2 separate regions of the Mus musculus genome follow, and region 2 is linked to region 1. Evidence: chromatin contacts called from public HiChIP or PLAC-seq data. All regions are on one chromosome and are shown on one strand. The core of a region is the stretch at or near the end of the contact, and the rest is flanking DNA. Distances in the headings are between cores, read along the strand shown.

Evidence for each region. HiChIP or PLAC-seq counts read pairs in DNA pulled down with a chosen protein or histone mark.
Region 2: a contact with region 1 is called in an H3K27ac HiChIP or PLAC-seq map of neural progenitor cells, with 4 times the contacts expected there. The contact joins two enhancer-like sites. A contact is called at or near these places in 1 of 39 promoter capture datasets (hippocampal neurons), 11 of 484 Hi-C or Micro-C datasets (the C2C12 cell line, cerebellar granule neurons, cerebellum and 8 more) and 1 of 115 datasets of contacts at active chromatin or transcription factors (neural progenitor cells).

Annotation. Positions count from the first base shown.
Region 1 is chr1:89,231,643-89,238,378 of GRCm38.p6, forward strand. No RefSeq gene overlaps it. Among named protein-coding and RNA genes, the nearest start is that of Gm34331, 130 kb to the left of the region's middle. Within about 2 kb of position 3,914, at least 85 of the 459 cell types and tissues checked have an H3K27ac peak or open chromatin away from gene starts, as enhancers often do. A contact at or near this core is called in neural progenitor cells and stem cell-derived neural stem cells, where this site is marked.
Region 2 is chr1:89,297,459-89,304,751 of GRCm38.p6, forward strand. No RefSeq gene overlaps it. Among named protein-coding and RNA genes, the nearest start is that of Gm41913, 87 kb to the right of the region's middle. Within about 2 kb of position 5,398, at least 59 of the 459 cell types and tissues checked have an H3K27ac peak or open chromatin away from gene starts, as enhancers often do. A contact at or near this core is called in neural progenitor cells and stem cell-derived neural stem cells, where this site is marked.

The DNA.
Region 1 (6,736 bases), core at 2,664-5,163:
TAGAAAAGACAGGAGAAACTCAAAGTGCAAAAGACTCTCAACCAAGTCCCTGTTGACATGAAAGGACCAGGAGTAGGGGTCTGCAGCCTCTGGAAGCAGCTCTCAGCCTTGAGTTGATTCTATCCTACCATCTCCTCATCCTGGTCTGCCGAGTTGTGAGAACTCAAGTTGGATTCATACTGCTCAAAGTGTGGTCCCATTTTCACTCCCAAAGAGAGCGTCTGTTGCTACTTATATTTCCAGAATACTTGGCTGCCATTAGCTGCTAAAAATAGCTTTTACTCAGCCTGCAGGCTTGCCTCCAGACCCAAGTATCACCTTCCCTGGGGGCAGAAGGGCCTGTGTCCACCCCTGAAGAAGCCTGTGCCACCTTCTGGCCTCTTAAGTCTGCAACCCCGAGTCCCCAGTGCCAGGTGCAGATGGGCTGGGAATTTGGGAGAAGAAGAACCTTCTGTGATGACTCCTTCTCATAGGCGGGCGTCGGCCCCATGCCTCTCCTCTGTGGCCAAGAAGGGCACGTGTGGAGTGGCTGCATATGAGTGCATGTGATACACACACACACACACACACACACACAGGACAGGCAACCTGGTGCCAGCAGCCATTTAAGAGTAGTCGCACCCAGAGGAAGCAGTGTGTGTGTGTGTGTGTGTGTGTGTGTGTGTGTGTGTGTGTGTACAGGTGCAGTCTCCCACACTGTTTTGCCTGCTTGGGCTGCAGCAACCATTTGTTTAATTCGGCTTCCCCCCCCCCCCTATTTTCTTTTGTGCAGCAAAAGAAGTTTGCGAAGTAAGCAAATATAAGTGAATTCACACCTTGCATGTGCTCTGGAGGCCTCTCTGGTCCACATCTGCCTGTCTCTATTGCTCTCGTCCAACTTCCAAGGAAGGAGTTGCTACTATGTAGGGCTCTGAGGAAAAGCAAGAGACTGCAGTTAGAGGGCTCCACTGTGCAGGAGGCACGGGCCGCTATGGGCGGAAATAGCCTGGAGAGCATTGAGAACAGAAAAGCCAGCAGGAAGTGCTGTGGTATGGTATTTACTACTCATTTTACAGGCTTTATTTCTGGGTGTATACACTTTAGTATTTAATAGTAGTGTGTTTATGAAGAAGCCATCATGGAGAGATTCCTAAAAATGAAACCTCAAGCCCACGAGTGTTGTAGCATGCTGGACACTCCTTACTGGATCTCCGTGGGGAGCAGAAGCCAGGGGTCAGGCAGTCGAAACTTCACATCAGGCAGGTCCTCTATTCCCCTGTACAGCTCCAGGGGGCTGAGTGTCAAATTCTTTCCTTGATGCCAAACACCCATACTTTAGCTCTGCTCAGACCCTGGGGAGACTCAAGTTCTGGAGTCTTCTGGAGTGTTCCAGCATGAATGGCTTATGGAAATGCATGCTCCGAGGATTTCCTACCAGTGAGCCAATGATCCCAGTGTACAGACAGTTTCCAAACATCTGTGGTGCTGAAGTGGAGAACCACTCCTGTGCCATCACAAGAGGAAACCACACCAGTGTCTCTGATCCTGGGGCTGAACATGAATGAGGCCAGGACAAGCATTTCCCAGATGAGGAGGAGCTGGTGGGCCCATCCCTAAGCAGTCCTGAGTGTCACAAACTCTCCAGTTAAACTTCCAGTTTGAGAACCCAGAAATCCCTTTCTGTTGCCCGGACAACCAGTTCCAGCTTCAGGTTAAAGCCGAGCAAACAGTGTGAGTGCCAGACTGGTACAATTTGTAAATCAGCAGTGCCCAAGATTACTGCCACAGCCTCATGCATCCTGCAGAGCTCTCTGGCCAGCCTGCTGGTGATAAGGCTCATGGGAGCAAGCCTCCTCCAGCTTCACCTCTGGGACATGTATCTCACGCTCTGGGTGAGTTCCTGACTCGATGCCTGGTGGTTGGTTCTATGCTGATCAGATTCTGCTCTGGGTGGTGTCCCACAGCAAAGCTTTTTCCCATGGGAGGAAACACATTTGCAACCCTAGTATCAGCAGCACACACGCACACGCACACGAGCATTCTTCTGCACACATACATGCACACAAACATATTTCTGTACACATACAGACATGGATATATACACATTCAAGCATGCCCCCCCACATATATACAAACAAACATGGATTTGCATACACACGTCTCTTACACACACACAAACATGCTTCAACAATCTGAAAACTTGCATATTGCTTTAAATACCATTAAGGTGCTAATGAGCCCATTCAGGTCTCCAGTGCATCCTTTACTCTGCTCTTGGAGAGCTTTGTCTGTTGGCTGTGGCATTTTCTTCCTGTACATTTCACAGGTTCTGTGTTGGACACAGTACTACTAACACTCCCCTTTCCAAAGCCCCAGCTCCATCTTCAGCATTTCCCATCCATCGGTTTGTTAGGCACCAACCCCGAGGTCTCTACTCAGTGGCCTCTCCCTCTCAACACACCAGCAGTCCCCATCTGGTGCCAAAGGCCTGGAGGATTCTTGAGAGCTGCTGGTCTTCAGCTTGTTAGCAGCGTCAGGATGGTGCTAATATTAGTGAAGGAAGCGGCAGCAGCAATGGAGTAGATGAGCCCATCAGTGAGAATGAAAGCCAGTTAGGAAAAAAAGAAGTCAACGCTCTTCTCTTTCCAGGTTCTTTATCTGACCTGCTACCAGAAGGCTCAGCCCACATTTAGGCTGGGTCTTCCCACATCAATGAAGACAGTCAAGACAACCTTCCACAGACATGCCTATAGGCCCATCTGATATGAACAATCTCACTGAGATTCTCTCATCCACAGCGATTCTAGGTTATGTCAAATTAACAGAGCTTACCATCACAGAGATTAATGGATGGGTTACATAAACCATGCAGATACGCTGAAAAAAAAAAAAAAAGGATAATCCACATCCCAGAGGAAAAAAGAGACTTCCTCACGCTACTCAGAGTGGCTCCCACTTTAAAAACCTAGGACGGCTCATTTCCGGTTGCTGCTTGACTCGTTCATTATTTCTGACTTCCTTCTTCCCATTTCCAGTGAAGCTTTTGCTACGTGCTCACTCCCAACCACCTTCTCCTTGGCGTCCCCTGTGCTCAACTTTTTCCCTGTCCCTTCCCAGGGAATCCCCTTAGCAGAATTCTGAATGCAGTAGAAAGCCAGTGGCTCCACTTCTTGACAGACCAGCCCTAAAGTCATCTTGAAAACTGGGGACACCAGCAGCACAAGGGGGTGGCCAGGGTAAAGCATGCACACGTGGGTAAAGCTGGGATGACGGGGATGCTCCCTGCTCCCCAAACTGGGTGAGACCCAGAGACCATCCAGGTGTTGAACCATTCTGGATTGATCGCCCCCAATCTGGGTCTCTGTAGGAAACGACTGGGTCATTTCACTCGGGGCCTGACCAGGAGGTTTCTGTCTGTGTCACTTCCCGCCCTGTTCCCACATGAGGCTGCTGGAGAAGTCTGAGTAGCAAAGAGGAAGCATGGGGGTGGGTGCTGTCCGGTGTCTTCAGAGGCGTGTCTACATCCATGCGTGTCACCCTATAAGAGTGAGTGACAGAGGACGAGGAGGTGCAGATTGCTGCTGACACCTGGGACAAGTGACAGAATCTTGTCCAGCACAGACAGCAAAGAAGCAACCATCAAGGACTCAGGAAGAGAAAAAGCCATTACAGGAGTGGTGATATGAAGCAAGGGTCCGAAGCAGCCCCTTGAACACCTTTTAGTCTAGCTCAGAGGGGCACAGTATAGGGTCTAGGGCCACAGACACCCTCTGCTATGATAGTGTCCTCAAGACCAGTCATAAATCATTGGATTTTTTTTTTCCATAGTGTTTGGACACTAGATGTCACTGCAGGAAAAAAATCTGACCAGGAAACCCATGCAAGGGAGAATGCAAAGTGAATGTTTTGGCTAGCAAGGAAACAGTTGCCGTGACAACGGGCAAGCTGCTAAAGAACTTCCTCCTTTTTGAACAGCCTGTGGCCTCAGGGTGATGTTCTGGTCAGCAGCCAGGAAAGGAGAAGCTGATCCTGTGTATAGTGAGAGATGGAAGAGCAGGAGGGAAGACAGACAGGAGGGAAAAACAGAGACAGAGACGGGTTGGCTCGGTGGCTCGGAAGGCATAGGCACTTGGCCTCCAAGCTTGACGACCTCACTTTGATCCCTTGACCCTGCACAGTAGAAGAGAACCCCAACTTAGACTCTAGGACTGTGGCCTTTTCTTGTGAACCATGATATCACCTTCCCTCCCTCTCAAATAAACATTTAAAAAGTATATACATACACATACATATACATAATGCGTATGAGTGTTTTACCTGCTTGCGTGTCTGTGTATCGTATGGACTTTATGCCCATAAAGGCCAGAAGAGGTTACTAGATCTCCTGGAACCGGAGATACAGTTGTGAGTTGCCATATCGGTGCTGGAATCGAAATTGGGTTCTCTGGAAGAGTAGTGAGTGCTCTTAACCATCTCTCCAGCTCCTAAAATGCTTTATAAAGGGAGAGAGATGCACAGCAAGAGGAGAAAGACAGATAGGCAAAAAGACAGAGATGTACAGGGAGAGAGACAAAAATGGAGACATAAAATCGGGGATACAGAGGGAAGACAGAGAAAAGAAGACATAGACACCCAAGGAGAGAGACGGAGACACAAGACACAAGACAGAAACAGAAGGAGGGAGGGACGGAGGGACGGAGGGAAGAAAGCAAGAGGCAGACACAGTGAGGGGCTCTCAGGAGACACACTTTGAGCCTAAGCCCTCTTCAAAGGTGCATATCGAAGTGACTCCCCCACCCCAGTTGTTCTAATGATGATCTCTGTTGGTCAGTGTAGTGTCCACTGCAGGTAAAGACAAGGGCGTGGCCAAGGAGGCTTCGCTCACCTTCCACCGAGTTCCCAGCAGACTCAGTTCCCAGCAGACTCCTGTGTGAGTGGGATTTAAAGTTTGGCCACTGAATATTCAGAAACCTTTTTGCCAGCCACATCTTTCATGACCCCCGTGTTCATTTTCATGGCCCCATACCAAGTCATGACCTTCAGTTTAAGAATCTGTGATTCACACGAGACAACCCTCCTGCCCTTGTCACAGCTGGTTCCTGGAGAGTGTGAACTTGCACCCAGCAAGTCTATAGAGGCCAGGATGTGACTTCTCTGGGGATAGTTGTGTTTTGAGAGGAAACTTCTTATTGGAACACATAAGATATTGGTAATTAGATATCTATGAATGGGGATGGAGAATTATGAAAGTTCAGTACTTGCGCTCTAGAAAAGCCTTGGGCAAAGTCCTTCAAGAAGCCCTGGGTGCAGCAGGTGGGCCAGATGCTTTTCAGAAGCTCCCCGATGCGTCAAGGAGCGGTGCTAGAAGAAACTACACCCCCAAAAAGATCAGGACAAGATCTCTTCTCAAGAAGACAAGAGAAGTATGTTCCAGGGACCTAGGTCTTCGGGAAGTGAAAGACTAGACTGTCCCCAACAGTGCTGTGAGCTGATCACAGAAGGCCACATGAGAGCTATCAACAGCGGGATCCACGGAAGCCAAGATGGATCCGGAAGCCCACAAGGACTTTTCGCAGCAAGACTGAGCCCAGAAGAGGAAACCTAAGCCACAGGGGACCTGGGGATGAGCCTTCATGGTGAGCTGCTCCACCTGAAGGCAGCCCTCTCTCCCCTCTGCCTCTGTTAGTCTGTAGCATCCTACAGCAAACATTTATTATTCCCATTATTTCAAAGCACAAAAGCATTACTTGGGCCTGTTTTGCACATAGCAACCACCTAGTTTCTAAGCCGTTTCAAGCACCCGCCTGGTCTCACATCTTGTTTATTAGGATGTACATTAAGTATATTGAGATAAATTAGACACTCTGGCTGTTGCTATCAAGACAAGATGAGGGAACTGGGGAGATGCCTTGTTATGTAAAGTGTTTGATGTGCAAGCGTGAGAATCTGAGTTCAAATCCACAGCACCCACGTAAAAGCCGGATGGGGTGGCAGTGTGCATCTGGGACCCCAGCACTGTGAAGACAGGAAGAGGCTGGTCTCAGGAACTTGATGGCTGGACAGTCTAGCTGAAGTGGTAAACTCCAGGTTCACTGAGAAACAGTCTCAAAACGGAGAGTGATTGAGACACCAGAAGCCGACCTAAGGACCCCACCTGTGTTCATGCACATATACTTGATATTTAGGCTTCTTTACAGACAGACGTACACTCACACACACACATGAGAACATGGGGCGAGCATATTCTGAGGCTCCAGTCTGGCTGTCGGGTCCCACTTGCCATCTGTCATGTCTCCAGATCCAAGAATGAGGGAGCAGATTTAGCTCCCACTGAATGCTGTGGCTTAAAACCTCCCCCTCCTCCCCCTCCTCTTCCCCTTCCCCTCCCCCTTCTCCTCCTCCTTTCCCTCCTCCCTCTTCCTCCCCTTCCCCTTAACTCCCCCTTCTCCCTCCTCCTCCCCCATCTTCCTCCTTCCTTCTCTCCTCCCACCCCCTTTAGTCCTTAACTTTTCTCTTCAAGTTATTGCCAGGGCTGTGCACATCTGACTGCCCCAGGTGGCGACAGTGCATTCATTGTGCCTGCATTTACTATGATGAGGGGAGGAATCTTCAGACACTTAGCTCCCCACCCCCCTATCCAGAGAAAAGGATCCCACAAATCAGGGGAAGCCCTCACATTGGTTTACTGGCAAATGTGGAAAACCAGGAAACACGCATGACTTGGCCACACCTGCTCACAAGTACGGATGCTGTGGAA
Region 2 (7,293 bases), core at 4,148-6,647, 67 kb after region 1:
AAATAAACATTCAAAAGGTTTGGTAATAAAAATGTTTAAAATATATGTCCAGATGAACTGAGATTAAATGTTCTCAGAAATATTTATATTATAAAATTCACAGAAATTGGTTAGAAAAGAGTTGAATACTAAGCACACAGTGTCAAAGGATTTCAACCCACGCATGGGACACATCTTATTAATTCATTCATGGGGGTCACAGATCAAACACCCGTGTGTTCTCTGTGTGTCCACGTGGTGTTCTAAGCACTGGCGTGCTGAGCCTTCACCTCTACAGCAGCCTTCTCAAAGCTCCTGTCGCTTCTCTTTTACAGATGGGGATCGAGGCGCAACGAGGTGAACTAACTCCTTGCAGCCATGCTGCCAGGAAAGGGCAAAGCCATGGTTCACACTCAAGGTCTATTTTCTCTCACTCATGATATTCCATGATGGAAGACAAGGAAGAGGGGCGACGCATCCAAGGCAGTGGGGGATGAGCAAGCTTTGCAGCAGTCAAGGCAGCAGGAGCAACCGAGGATGTAAGAACGCTGGAATGAATTAGTGCCTCACAAGCACGGAGCTATGTTTGCAGTAACATGTTCATGCATGCAGACGATGATGGTTGGGAGTTATGTGTGGCCTCTTAGTATGTCTACTTCCCTGTGACCAAGTATCTGACAGGAGCCACGGTGGGAAGGAAAGGTTTCTTTGAGCGATTGGTTCCCAGGGGAGCTTCAGTCCATCGTGGCTGAGAAAGTATGGTGGCTGGAGTGTACAACAGACTTCTCACACTACTGCTGGCCAGGATGATCAAAACCAGAGGCAGCTACCACCTCCAAGACCTGCTCCTCCTGACTCAACCTCCTCCGGTGAGGCCAAGGCTAAACAATAGCATCACTAGCTGGATCAAGTATTCAAGTACAGGCGCCTGTGGGACATTTTAAACACAATCCCTGCAAAGTGAAGGTGGTTGGCATGGTGATCAGATGCCAAATAGAAGGAAAAGGTCAAGCAGTGTCAAGACTGCCTGTTCCTGGCACACAGTGCACACTTGCTCCCTGCAGAAGCTTCCAGGCACTCAGGGGCCCTTGGATGCATCCCTGGAGGATGCCTGTCTGTTGTGCCACATTCTTTGGGCATCTTTCCGAGTTCCCTGGTCATAAGGCAGCCCAGTCCCATGGTGTGAGGCCCCATTCACCCCAATCCCCATTGTGGAGCCTCAGTTCCCACCACAGACTCAGCCTGGGGTGTAGTGTGAGAGAAAACCCATAGGTGAAGTTCAAAGGTGTCATTACACTCATCCAAAACACACAGCTCTCCTCCCAGCATAAATCCGAGTCCAGAATATCATATTGTCGACTGGGTAGTGCAGAGGGACGCGCACAGGAGGTTTACTGGGTAATTTCTTCTATGGAAGGAGAATACAAGAGCACAATACAAGACATCACACCACTCATTCTGGATTTGAAATGGGACAGTTCCTTGGTAACCAGCGCTTTCAAAACCTGCACATCTTTGCATATAGCACACTTCTGTCAGAAGACGTTTAAGGATGCTGTGTCTGACGTTGACAGTGATCCTGACAAGGGCATTTTTCTGCTTACTCCATTTTAACTGCACAGGTCTGAGGCCTGGGAGCCATTGAAGGTGTGTAATTTAAAACACAAACTCAAAATAACCCTGTCTTAATAGACGGAGTGACTTCTAGGGATGATAATCAGAAGGGGACTGAGCAGAGTTCTTTCTTTGGTCTAGCTTTGTGTGTGAGAGTAACAGATTAGCTCACACTTGCTCAGTACCCTATCATTTTTTTTCCTGTGTGCCCTGTGAAGTCCCCAGGGCTGACCCTGCCCTAAGGACTTAGCCCCAGAGAAACCAAAGTGGTGAGACAAACAAGCCTCAGTTCTCTGTGTCCTCTCTCGGAGGAGGGTGCTTTTGGGTGCCAGTTTTATAGATGAGGGAACTGAAGTAACACTGTTCCACTCTCCTAGCCAATGAATGAAAGATCAGCATTGAGCTGTCAGTTCTAGGTCAACAGATTCTAAGCAGAAGTTCTCAACATGGAGTCCCTGGACACGCAAGGTTGGCATCACCTCACTAGATACTCAGCTCACCTTCCAGTGCCGCATCCACACTCCTGAAGGCAAGAGCCGAATGTGCAAGCCCTGTGGGCTGTTGATGCTCTCTCCTATACCTCCACACCTGCCTGTGTATCTGTAGAGATCACATCTCCATTCTTCTGCTCTGTGTTTGTATAGTTGCGTCTCTATACCATCTATGTCTCTAACACTGGCCACTGTCTCCAAGGTATGAGTCCTAAGCCTACATACTTTCCACCAACCATGTCAGTTCTTCTTAGCTCTGCCTGGACAACTCACCCTCTGCCTCCCAACACACACACACACACACACACACACACACACACACACAAGCAGATAACAACAAAACTCATTGTCCTAACAATGCCCAAGGCAGTTAGACAGGAAGCTCTGTGGTGGTGCCAGGCAGAGCCTGAGAGATGAGATGAGAGAGATGAGACCAGCACGCTATGAACAGGTTTCATAGGCTGTGAAGCTGGCCCACACCCAGACTTCTCCAGCCATACAAGAGCCCTCATGGTTTGAATGTGAACTGATTCTCACAGGCACATGTCTTTAAATTCTTGGCCCCCTGATAGTGGCACTGTTTTTGGAAGGTTGTGGAACTTTTAGAGGGTAGTCTCAGTAGAGGAAGTGGGTTGTAGCTTGACTTTGTAGCTTGGCCTCACTTCCCACTTTCTGCTCACTAACTCAGTTGCAATGTAATCCAGTCACCTCACTCTCCTGCCGCCATGCCTGCCCTACCATGATGGACTAGATTCCCTTAAACTCTGAGGCAAAATAAACCCTTCCTCCTTAAACTGCCTCTGTGTATGGACAGTAAAACCACTGCAGCCCATAACATCTGATGGCCATGCATGTGAGCTGAGATGTTTTACACATCGTGTGTGTGTGTGTGTGTGTGTGTGTGTGTGTTTACCACATGGTGTGATGCCATGTGCAGCGAGGACCACATGGTGTGATGGTGGCCTGTGCATGCTCAGAACCAAGGCTAAAGCAAACTCACAAGATACAACATGAGTAAGCACTGACAAAAATACCCCAGATTCATTTTACATTTGATTTTGAACCATTTTTTGGTCATTAAATGCTCAGTAACCTTTTCCTGTTGCCTAAATTTTTTTCCTAATGTCCCCTACTCCACATTCAGTTATGCCTCCAACCCCATATAAGTATTGTGAACCATGGTTTAAGAACCCCTGCTCTGGTCCAAGGGTTCATACAAACTGTCACTATGGTGCTTCGCAAAGAAGGAAGATCCTGTTATTGGAAGCAGGATGTCTGTGAGCCACCCTTTCCTCTAACACACCCACCCACACACCAGGGTTTGTGCAGTTCCTGCCAGTGGAATTTATCAGCAGTCTTCTGTTGGGTCCCGCCCCCCCCCCCAGCCTGTAGCGTATTTCATCAAAGGGTGCAGGAGAATCAGCATGAAACATGGCCGACCATGGATGTCACAGCCTTAGCCAATAGAATCCCTTCATTTTCGCTACATCCTATTGTCCAGGTAAATGGCTACGTTCAGGCCATTGTCAAGGAGGAAAGTGTCCTATTAGGGGTAGAGACGGTTAGGCCAGGTCTTCATGGAAGCCACCTTAGGAAGAGGGCATTCATGGGTGCTGTATTCGTTTTCTGGGGACTACCCTAACAAAGCACAGACACAGACCACCTTTGACCCTCTAGTCTCCTGTCTCCCCCACCCCTGTCTCTATCCACCCTCCAGCCCAACTCTTCTCTCTGATCTGTTGTACAGTGCTCCTTCCAGGCTGGTGGTGGCAGAAAACTTCCAGTAAATCCCCCGGTGTCACCACCGGGGTTAGGTATGGGTTACGCCCTCCCTGGCAGTGCCTCTTACAGGGGATTACATTTCCCCTCAGTTGCTTCACTGTGGGCATTCCCTGCCCTTCACTCTACTGCCCCCCGCCACTCTCCTCCCTACAGAATTCCAGCCACTTCTCTACTTCCACAGCCAATGGCATGGCTCTTGATGAAACAGATGGGTACACACGCCAGGCTAGAAAAGTCTTTCTAGAGATCATTGTGCAGGGCCTACATCTCAGGCCACCTTTTCAGTTATGAAAGAAGAGAAACAAAACACCCACGTCTTAAATGTGACAGTACTGGGGTCGCGCGAAGGGGCAGATGGCACCACAACCTGGGTGAAGTCCTCAAAGTCACCAGTCCACCCTCCCCCACACCTGACACACTGAGGCCCATGAACTCAGGCCAGGGCAGGTGACCTACAGGGCTCTACCTTGGGGCTCTGCTGACAGAACCCAGAGCTTACCACTCCCTCATGGCTTCCCAGTCCTACAGTTGTGCTTGTTTAGTCAATCCCCTATCTCCTTTCCAATGATGTCCTGGGAACTACGTATAGAGATGCATGTTTGGACCTGGCCTGCTCAGAGACCTGGCCCACCCCATGGCTCAGGTACACAGAAGAACTAAAGACTCCCTCTGGAGAGGAAAGGATAGGTTCTATCAGGAAAGGTTCCTGTGACACTGGAGAGTGATCCAGGGGCCTATTCTGGGTCTGTCACAATGTGCCTGAGAGAAGAGTTTGAGTGAGTTCTACCATTCTGACTCACCATTTCCCAAAGCCCTGATGTCTCACTTGGAAAATGGCATAAGATGAAGACTTATCACATGAACTCTGTAAAGGGAATACAGTTCTTGGGGGGAAGGGGGGAGGGGGCGGGACCTGGGGGTTTGGGAGGGGGGGCATCCTACCATGTGTAAAGCCAATGGTTGTGTGAAGGAAATAAAATCATTGAGACTCAAAGGAGCCTTGGAGGTGCTCCTGTTAAGAAAGAAGTCAAGGTCCTGAACACGTGTTATCCCAGACAGTCAGCAGTCACAGCTGGCCTCTGTCCCCATGCCTGCCTAGCTGTGGGCCCAGTCCATGCCCCGCCCCCACCCTCAGTCTGGGGGTGGGGGGCGGGAAGCTTTCTCGGAGAGCAGACACATTGTCTACGCCCACCAGAGAGAGGTTGGCAGCCAAAATGATGCCCACGAAGCAAACAGCAACATTTCAGGGTGCCCGACAGTGTGAGAGATGCAGAGGAGTCACGCTGCATCTTCCAGACACACACACACAAGCATTTCTCAACCCAGAAATCATTTTCAAAGGAAAACGCCAGGGAGATAATAGTGGGTTTGTAGAAAAAGAGGAAACCAGCACGGCTGGGCATTTCTGCTCTCTTTGGAAACCACAGAAACCACATCAGGAACAAATGAGACTAAAGAAGGCTTCCTGCCAGGGAGGGGAGGCGGATGAGACTCCTGAAGTCCCTGAGACAGAGATGGGAAGCGGAAGATGCTTCTCCAAGCACAGGCTGTTCCCACGGTCGGCAAACACGCGTCTTCCGCGTCTTCCGTGAGACACACAGTTTGACAATTCAGCGTTCAGCCGACTCGGCCGCCATGCAGCCCAGTGCCCAGGAGGCTCCTCAGCAAAGCTTAGTGAGAAGTGGGGGTCCGGGGATCTGACACCAGGCCTGACGGGAGCCCCGCCACAAGAAGAAATGGCATCCCGCTTTCGGTTACATTTACGTTTGTAGGAGATCTTTCTCCGGATCTGCAGCGCGTCTGCTAGCTTTGATTGAGTCACCCTCAGGTTCTCCATCATCCCCTAAAGCTGCGCAGAGAGGAACGCCATGATTCAGAGTTCAGGGTTAAGAGTAGCACCAAATGTCTCCCATCCCTCCAGCTGATGAGTCCAGTCGATGAGCTGACGGTGGTAGCCAAAGGAGACTCGCAGGCCCCTTGGAGGAATGGATCATTAAACTCATTCAGATGGTTCCGGCAGCTGAGTTGGAGGGGGGGGCACCCTGACAGGGTGGGAGCCGGGGAGGGGACAGCTGTGATGACATTTTGCACGGGCACTCCTGATCCCATTACACACCGTTTCTCCTCTTTCACTTTTTAAGATCACATCAACTGCAAATATAATCTCTGGGTGTTCTCGGAGAGATAATGGCACAGCTTTTGGTAGGTACCCCTGTTTTACTACCAGAATTTCTGAAGCATTTGATCCTGGTTGCAAAGCACATTTCTGAGGTCAAGATCAATGCTACTAACCCAGGGAAGTAAGCTAAAATGACTTGGGACACCTGACCACATTACCTTTGCCCTGCTTTTAATTTGTATTTTATTTATGTGTGTGTGTGTGGGGGGGGTATTTTTCCTGCACATGTGTCTGTGCATCATGTGAGTGCTCCCCATTTTGGAACTTTTATTTTTATTTATGTGCATATCTATGTGTCTCTCAGTGTATACCACTTGTGGATGTAAAGATCCCCTAGAGCTAGACTCACTGGCAATTGTGAGCCACTCCATGTGTGCGCTGGGAACCAAATGGGACTCCTCTCAGGAGGAGCAAACACTCGACCTCTGGCCATCTCTCCAGCCCCTACAGAAAGAAGAAAAAAACCATTTTTAAAAGGGGGGTCTTACTATGTAGCCCAGGCTATCCTTGAACTTAATATCCTCCAACCTTAGCCGCCTGAGTGCTAATAGGAGTGTGGTTCCACAGCCATGCGTGTCTGAAACTTTATGAAAGAACGAGTTCTACCAGGGATCTGCAACCCTATAGGTGGAACAACAATATGAACTAACCAGTACCCCCAGAGCTCGTGTCTCTAGCTGTATATATAGCAGAGGATGGCCTAGTTGGCCATCACTGGAAAAAGAGGCCCCCTGGTCTTGCAAACTTTATATGCCCCAGTACAGGGAAATGCCAGGGCTAAGAAGCAGGAGTGGGTGGGTAGGGGAGCAGGGTAGAGGGAGGGTATAGGAAACTTTCAGGATAGCATTTGAAATGTATATAAAGAAAATATCTAATAAAAAATAAAATAAAAAAAAAAAAGAATGAGTTCTACCACAGTCAGGCACACAGCTATAGTTGTGGGATTAGCTTCAGACAACTCAGAGAACAATAGATGAAGGAAGAAAATAGCACACAGACGTCTCAGCAGACGGAGGGAAAGTACTCAGCAGTGTTTACTATGTTTGAAGAAATACTTAGCAAAGTAAAAAGGGGGGATTTCCCTTATTTGACTTGTTGTGTAACAAACATCTGGAGACAGCCAGAAACCCTCTAAAGCCATTCCATGGGGGGCCATGAGATAGAATGGCCATTTCACTGGCATTGGTGGATGCCGTGGTCAACAGCACAAAGGGCTTAAGATTTCAATGGGGAAGGACAAGAGGTCAT